Linked DNA regions of Danio rerio: region 1 is linked to region 2. The links are chromatin contacts, called in public Micro-C maps. All regions are on one chromosome and are shown on one strand. The core of a region is the stretch at or near the end of the contact, and the rest is flanking DNA. Distances in the headings are between cores, read along the strand shown.

What was found. Hi-C and Micro-C count contacts between places; a contact is called where the count stands out from the background.
Region 1: a contact with region 2 is called in a Micro-C map of caudal fin, with 3 times the contacts expected there. The contact joins two enhancer-like sites. A contact is called at or near these places in 9 of 18 Hi-C or Micro-C datasets (caudal fin, embryo, fibroblasts and 2 more) and 1 of 4 datasets of contacts at active chromatin or transcription factors (caudal fin).

The regions. Positions count from the first base shown.
Region 1 is chr17:34,305,589-34,309,284 of GRCz12tu, reverse strand. eva1ab (eva-1 homolog A, regulator of programmed cell death b) reads right to left here. Exons shown (of 4, transcript NM_001076587.3): 3 at 1,178-1,308. The coding sequence starts at 1,268. All of the region lies in intron 1 of LOC141378616 (a long non-coding RNA gene), which reads left to right. Among named protein-coding and RNA genes, the nearest start is that of xkr5b, 18 kb to the left of the region's middle. Within about 2 kb of position 2,039, at least 2 of the 62 cell types and tissues checked have an H3K27ac peak or open chromatin away from gene starts, as enhancers often do. A contact at or near this core is called in caudal fin, where this site is marked.
Region 2 is chr17:34,255,967-34,259,271 of GRCz12tu, reverse strand. No RefSeq gene overlaps it. Among named protein-coding and RNA genes, the nearest start is that of eva1ab, 19 kb to the left of the region's middle. Within about 2 kb of position 1,306, at least 1 of the 62 cell types and tissues checked has an H3K27ac peak or open chromatin away from gene starts, as enhancers often do. A contact at or near this core is called in caudal fin, where this site is marked.

The DNA.
Region 1 (3,696 bases), core at 790-3,289, 49 kb before region 2:
AATTAATTAATAAAAACAAACAAATGAACAAACTGAACAAAAGGCATTATTATACACGTGCACACTTGCTATACAGACCCTAATAATATAATTTATCCATATTCCTTTTTGAGCCATAATATTATTAATACAGCTTCTTCTATTAATGTACCTTAAGGTAAATATTAAATTGCCATTGCTGTGTATTGAAGATGTGTGTGTTTGCTGTCAATGATGATTGGGGAGGTGGTGGAGGAGGGGCAGTAAATCAGCTACGTCAGGGGCACCAATCAATCCACAATAACAGTGGCTGCTATTTATTTATGTATTGACATATTGTGAGTTTACGTAAATACATTAAAATGAATAATATCCACAGCAAAATCATTTTGGGGTGGCCAGAGTTTACACAAGGGTGGCCCTTGGGGGCGCCCCTGCTGATGGAAAGCCAGATTTAACAAACATAATAGTCATTAAAATAAAGAGAGTTTGAAAAAAAGGCCATCAAAACGGGTCTTAAAAATTATTTTCACTGCTGGATGAAATTTTCATACTATCTTGAGTAGGTTGTTGAGTTTAAACAAGTAATTATATTACCACTGCAAAGAAGTATATTAGCCTATTTATGAATTAAATCAAAAAGTACTACATTTACCGTATAGCCTACTGTGTATTATCTTCTGTCTGTCAGTAGCAACTCATCACTGCATTTGAACGTGCCTAGTCTATACTATTTAGTAAGTACAAAATGCAAAATTAGTAGTATGTCCAAATATTCACAGAAAGTAACATTTTAAAGCAACTGATGATTTGATACTGATATAGAATTTTAAAATTACAATATTGAAACAGAAGGTTTTCAACAATATTATTGTCTTCCCTCTATTTGTCCATTGATGTGATTACTCCTCATATCGTACAACTTGCAACAAGGATGTTTTGACATGCGTTGTGGTATTTGCCCTGCCCCTCTCCTCCGTGATTTGAACGTTTGAGTAAAAAGTGACATTTATGAGCACTGTGCTTGCTGGACATTCAACTCACAGCGACCAGACAAAAGCGCTGAGCGATTAACACAAATAGATGTTCAGCACCATGTTTTGCTGCTAAGTATTTTAAAACATTCAACTCAACTATTAAAAATTGATAAATGTGCTTAAGTTGGGGGAAAAAAAGCAAATAAAAAAAGAGTTTTTACCTGCTATGAAGGAGTAAGCAGCCAGTGCATTGCTTACTAAAGCCATCTCCTCAGTAGTGGCCTGCCTTTCATTGAGGAAAGCTGTAACCATTTCATCCACGGACACTCTATGGATCACTTATTGTGTGGTACTGAAAGAGAGACCGCAAGTTAAAACCAGTCTGAAGCCACCTTCATTTTTCAAAATCTCTAGAAAGGGAAGCACTGAACCATAGCTTATAATGATGTTGTTTTAAAGAGTGTAATTATATTGGGATTTCTCCCTACATTTTGGCTGCAGCAGAACCTCATGCGCAGAGAAAACTATTTTTACAGACTGGCTGGAAATTTTCCGAACAGCAGAATAATGCTACATCTCACTGTACAACCACAGACGTTGCAACAACCTAAAGAATAATTTCTCCTCATCAAACTGTCACACGAGGCAGACACAAAAAGACTTTCTGATCCAACGTGTACATTATTATTTACTGACAAGCTGATTGACGACTGCAGTCGAGACGATCATAATAGAAATTATAACCTGTCATAAAGAGAGAATTATTTATAGAATGCCATTCTCCCCCTGTCATCCGCTCATTCTGTCTCCCCCTCATAAAACCACTTCTAGGCAACCGGGAAATTTTACCCTGTAAATTATTGCCAAATTGCCAGGACATATCGGCTGGATTTTCTCTTTCATCCCAAGAAGAAGAAAAGGAAATGTAACAAAACAAACATGGTTGAACACAAACAGCCCCGAGCGTGTGTGTCTGGATGGTTGAGTTCATGAATTGTTTCTCAGTATTAGTCTGAATGCAGGATGGTTGGGTTAGTGAAGTGTTTTTCAGTAGTAGTCTGAAGGTAGATAGCTGTTCACGTGGGTGTAATGGAATGTAGAGTCTCAGTCTCTCTCTCACTTAGCGCTAGACAAGCTGCTCTTTCAGTTTATACCATGGTCTGTGAATTCTTGAGTCTGATTGGCTGGAATTTGTGCATTAAATCCATTTAAATGCAAAATCACTAAGATCTCTTTCATTTAAAATATCTAAAAACTGCTAAAACTGGTTATATATTTCTATAAAATGGTTTGTACAATATTGAATCTAACCTCTTGAGACTTTAACGCCCATGTTTATAGAGTGCTATTTCATATAGTATAGAAAATACCTGTTTTTCAGCTTTCCTTGGCTAATTGAACTGCTTAGTCTGTTTCGTCTATTGGGAATCTTCATTCTCACTCATTACAGTGTTGTAATTATGAAACTCTCCCAGGCTCTGCACCATAATTTGGATGTTTAAACAATATTTTCAGATGCAGTTAGTTAAACACTGTGTAAAGCCTCAGTTCACGACAGTCTCATAACCTTTTACAAAGTGCTATGTTATGTGTTGCTTAGTAATGATTTTTTAAGAATATTGTAATCTAAAGGGATAGTTCACTCAAAAAGGTCGTAAAAAGAGACTGGACTACAAACAAACTACAGTCACACATGTGCCAAGAACTGTTTGATTGTTGAAGCTAATAATATTGTTAATAATGCTCAATTTCTTACATGGACCAATCGTTTTCCTTCATAATACCTCAATGTGTCACCTGGGCCCGGTTTTTCAAAAGTAATCCACTAGGATTTTGGATAAGGGATTCAATCTTGAAAATGGGTTTTTCAAAAGAAAAAACGGATTAGATCACGTAATCCAATCTTGGTTTTGATCCGGATCAAACCTTTAGTTTGGGTTTTTCAGACCTTTTTTTGTAGGATCTTGATCACTTTGATCCAAAAAACCTGGATTAAACTGATCCCATCAGAAGGATGGATTTAGCATGGATTTCATGCCCAAAATGTAATGAAAACTTAAAAAATGTATTAAGTATTATTATTTTTGGATCATACAGTATCTTGTGAGATATACTATTTATTCATAAGGTTTTCATTTTATTTGTTCATCCTTCAGGCTATAGTGAGTATAGGCTTTAACGTATTCAGCCTTTTAGTATAGGCCTACAGCAAAATAGAGTTTGGCCTCATAAAATAATCCCCCAAACAGCTGTCAAAACTGACCAAAAAGAATAAATTTTATTCTTTCACTAATTGATATATATATATATATATATATATATATATATATATATATATATATATATATATATATATATATATATATATATATATATATATATATATATATATATATATTCATCACAGTGGAAAATATTTTTCTTTTTAGAATATTTATTAGTGATGCATGCAATGAACACAGAATAAATAAAAAAATGCAAAGAATGGCAATCACTGATTTTTGTAATCTCTTTCAACAATTGCAAAAAGAGAGACTGAAAGGGCAGAAGCACAGCTTCGTCTGGCAGAGAAACAACTGACTCTATCCAAACTGCAGCAAACCAAGGCCAATGACATGAGATCCGCCTCCTAAAGGCTATGCTCAGACAAGCTGGTCTCTCCTCATCAGATGAGGAAGTCTGAACTTATTGTGGAGTTTTTGACATTAAGTCTTTTTTTTATTTACATCTATATTTGAAA
Region 2 (3,305 bases), core at 57-2,556:
AGAAACTTCAGATGTTCATTGACTACTATGCTAAATTAGTGAATTTTACAGCTGATAAAAACATGTTTGCAGCCTGGTACAAAAGATGGTTTAGCTTGTATTATCCTTGATGACAACTGTGAGGTGGTGAATTTTTTAGAAGTCATTTATTTCATTTATATTAAGTCCGCATAATTGAGGGTGTGGCCACTCAAGTGACAGCAAGGTCTCGCTGCTGGTCGTCACGTCACCTCAGCTGATTCCGGCTGATAAGCCAGTGAACTTGGTAAATCCATCGTATTTTTGTTTTGTTTTATGTGGGACTATTTTTTAGAATTATCAGAAAATATGGCATGCTGTGCACTTAATTGGGCTCACTTTTGGCCTCCATTTCCCATATGAGTGAAATTCTTACATACTTATCTATGAATGTTTTTGTTTTATTTAGGATCACTTATTTATCATTTATGATTTTATTTAGAATTTTACACACCAAAATCTGACAGATTAAATGTTAACATTGTCATAGTGTTATGCCTGGATTTCATAAATACAGATTACATTTGAAGAATTTGGAATTAATTATTTTACACCTGTAGAAAGAACAAGGTTTAGTGGCTCAAGGAATTACAACAGTGTTTTGAAACGACCAAACACAATAAACACTTTATTGATATAGTATCGAGGTAATAAAGTATTGAGTCGCAGGTACTGAAGGATTAAGCGTTTCTCTCAAAGAAAAACTCATCAAAGCAAAATGCTAGCAGGCATCTGTAGCTCCGCCTCATTGCCCTTTTTGGTCCTTTTAAGGTAAGTTGTTGCAAATAATTTATTTGGGCTGAATTTAAACAATCAAATTAGATTGAAAAACTACATTTAATTTGTTTGTTTAAATTCAGCCCTTATCATTTGCTTGCAACAACTTACCCTAAAAAAAAAAAAAAAAAAAAAAAAAGTAAATCCAATGAATACTTTTTTCAGTGTATCATGTTTTACAAATATGATTACAAACAATACGAATTTTAATATTAAATTTTTTATATTTTACATATTTTATTTTGTTTTTGTTAAGTGGTTTCTGTTTGTTTGCGGGTCGGGTGATTGTTTGCAAAGTGGATAGTGTTTTTTTCTCTTCAAAATGCTAGATTTTTTTGTAAAAGATTGGCACAAATTTTACTCCATATTCAAGGAGCATCTACGCTCTTATTTCTTAGTGGCAATAGTTGACTGGTCTGATGGAAAGACAGTCTGTAAATGCAAGTTGTCTCTGAGGATCCGCTCAATAAAATACCATTGTTTGGTTTAGGAGTAATGATGTCATGAGTCATTCTCATAAACTCAAACATGCACAAGTGGCAAAACAAGCCACAACAAAACAATAAACCTATTTACTGAGTCTCAATTGTCTCTATTGAGAAATAAAAAGAGCTATAAAATTTAAGCAGACTTGTATATTTTCTGGATGCAAACTCTTTTGCCTGTGTAAAATCACTGAATCAGTGCCAGGGTGTTGCTGATTTTTTGCTTTGATTGACAAGTATTGCTCAGAAACCACATAACAACAAAAGCTTAAGTAAGTTGAACTTTACAAAAGGTTTCATTATACCAACATGAACTAAAAATGAAAAATATTTCTACAGCATTTCTCTTTTTTAGAGATTTCTCAAATGATGTTTAACAGTGCAAGGACTTCTTCACAGTATGTCTGATAATATTGTTCGTCTGGAGAAAAACTTATTTGTTTTATTTTGTCTAGAATAAAAGCCGTTTTTAATTTTTCAAACACCATTTTAAGGACAAATTTATTAGCCCCTTTAGGCTATTTTTTTCCCGATAGTCTACAGAACAATCGTTATACAATAACCTGCCTATTTACCCTAATCTGCTTAGTTAACCTAATTAACCTAGTTAAGCCTTTAAATGTCACTTTAAGCTGTGTAGAAGTGTCTTGAAAAATATCTAGTAAAATATTATTCACTGTCATCATGGCAAAGATAAAATAAATCAGATATTAGAAATGAGTTATTAAAACTATTATTTTTAGAAATGTGTTGAAAAAAATCTCCCTGTTAAACAGAAATAATTAACAGGGGGGCTGTTACGTTTCACATATGTTTTGTAGTATTTTTTGTTGTTTTCTGCTTTGCGCTCTTCTCTCTCTTGTTGTGGTCCTATCCTGTTTCAGGTGTGCTACCATTGGTCGGGTGAGCTGTCATTCACCTTCGTCACTAAATCGGATGAATAATAAAAAATAATAAAACTAAGTCTTGAATAATAATTCAAGGTGACTAATAATTCTGATTTTAACTGTGTGTGTGTGTATAATAAAATAAAATATTTATCAATACAGCTGTGTTCAGCAGTAAAGAATAAGAATAAAGTTTTGGTAACACTGTCTTCAAGGTGATGTAGATACACATTTTCCCTCCACTTTACTATAGTAATTACAATCAAAATATACATAATCAGATGTAGCTAAACCTAAATAGAACCCATATTTTGAATAATATTACTCAATTGGTAAATGAATAGTTACAATGGAACAACGACACATTAGAATAACGTGTAACTAATGATTTTTTTTTTTATTTATTTTGTCTTCTATAACTTAAACGGGTGGTGCAGTGTTTATTTATATTGTAAGGTTTGGTTGCGTTTATTGGGGGTAAAAGGTGTACTCATGCTTCATTTGCAAATAATCATGTTATTTTCCGCCATATCTTTCCTCTAATTGGTCAGCTACTGTAATCTACTGAGTTGTGATTTGCAGATCCGCATCACGTCATGTCTCTTATGCGCTCTGTTTTGTGCAGCTGGTATCAGTTTGAACCTGAATCATACAGAAAATGGAGTGCTAAATAAAAGTTTTCTGAGGTATTATTTTTATAGCAATAAGAAGGTTGAAGGTTGATTAAAAGGCCAACCTGCATCTACAAGCAATAGCGATGTGCTTTCGTAGCAAGCGCAACTAATATTATACCACCGCATCAATGGATGTCTACACATTCAAATGAGTGAAAGAAAAACATGTTAGCAATCAGGGAAACATCAGTTTTACTAATGGCTGCAAAGCTTCTCTGTCTCAAACATCTGCAAGGGTATTTTCTTAGAAGGCTGAGTTCCTTCACAACAGGAATCCTCTTAAAAAAAAAGAACCAGATTCATGGCCGCTAAATCACCCATTCAAATGCTGTCTCTAAATGCTACATCTTGGACTAAAACCAGAATTTTCTGATCCAGGAAACGGCTCTTTTGGGGATGTATGTTCCAGAGACACAAGACTCTAATAGACGTGGCAAGCATAAACAGGTAAAATGAGTACCGTA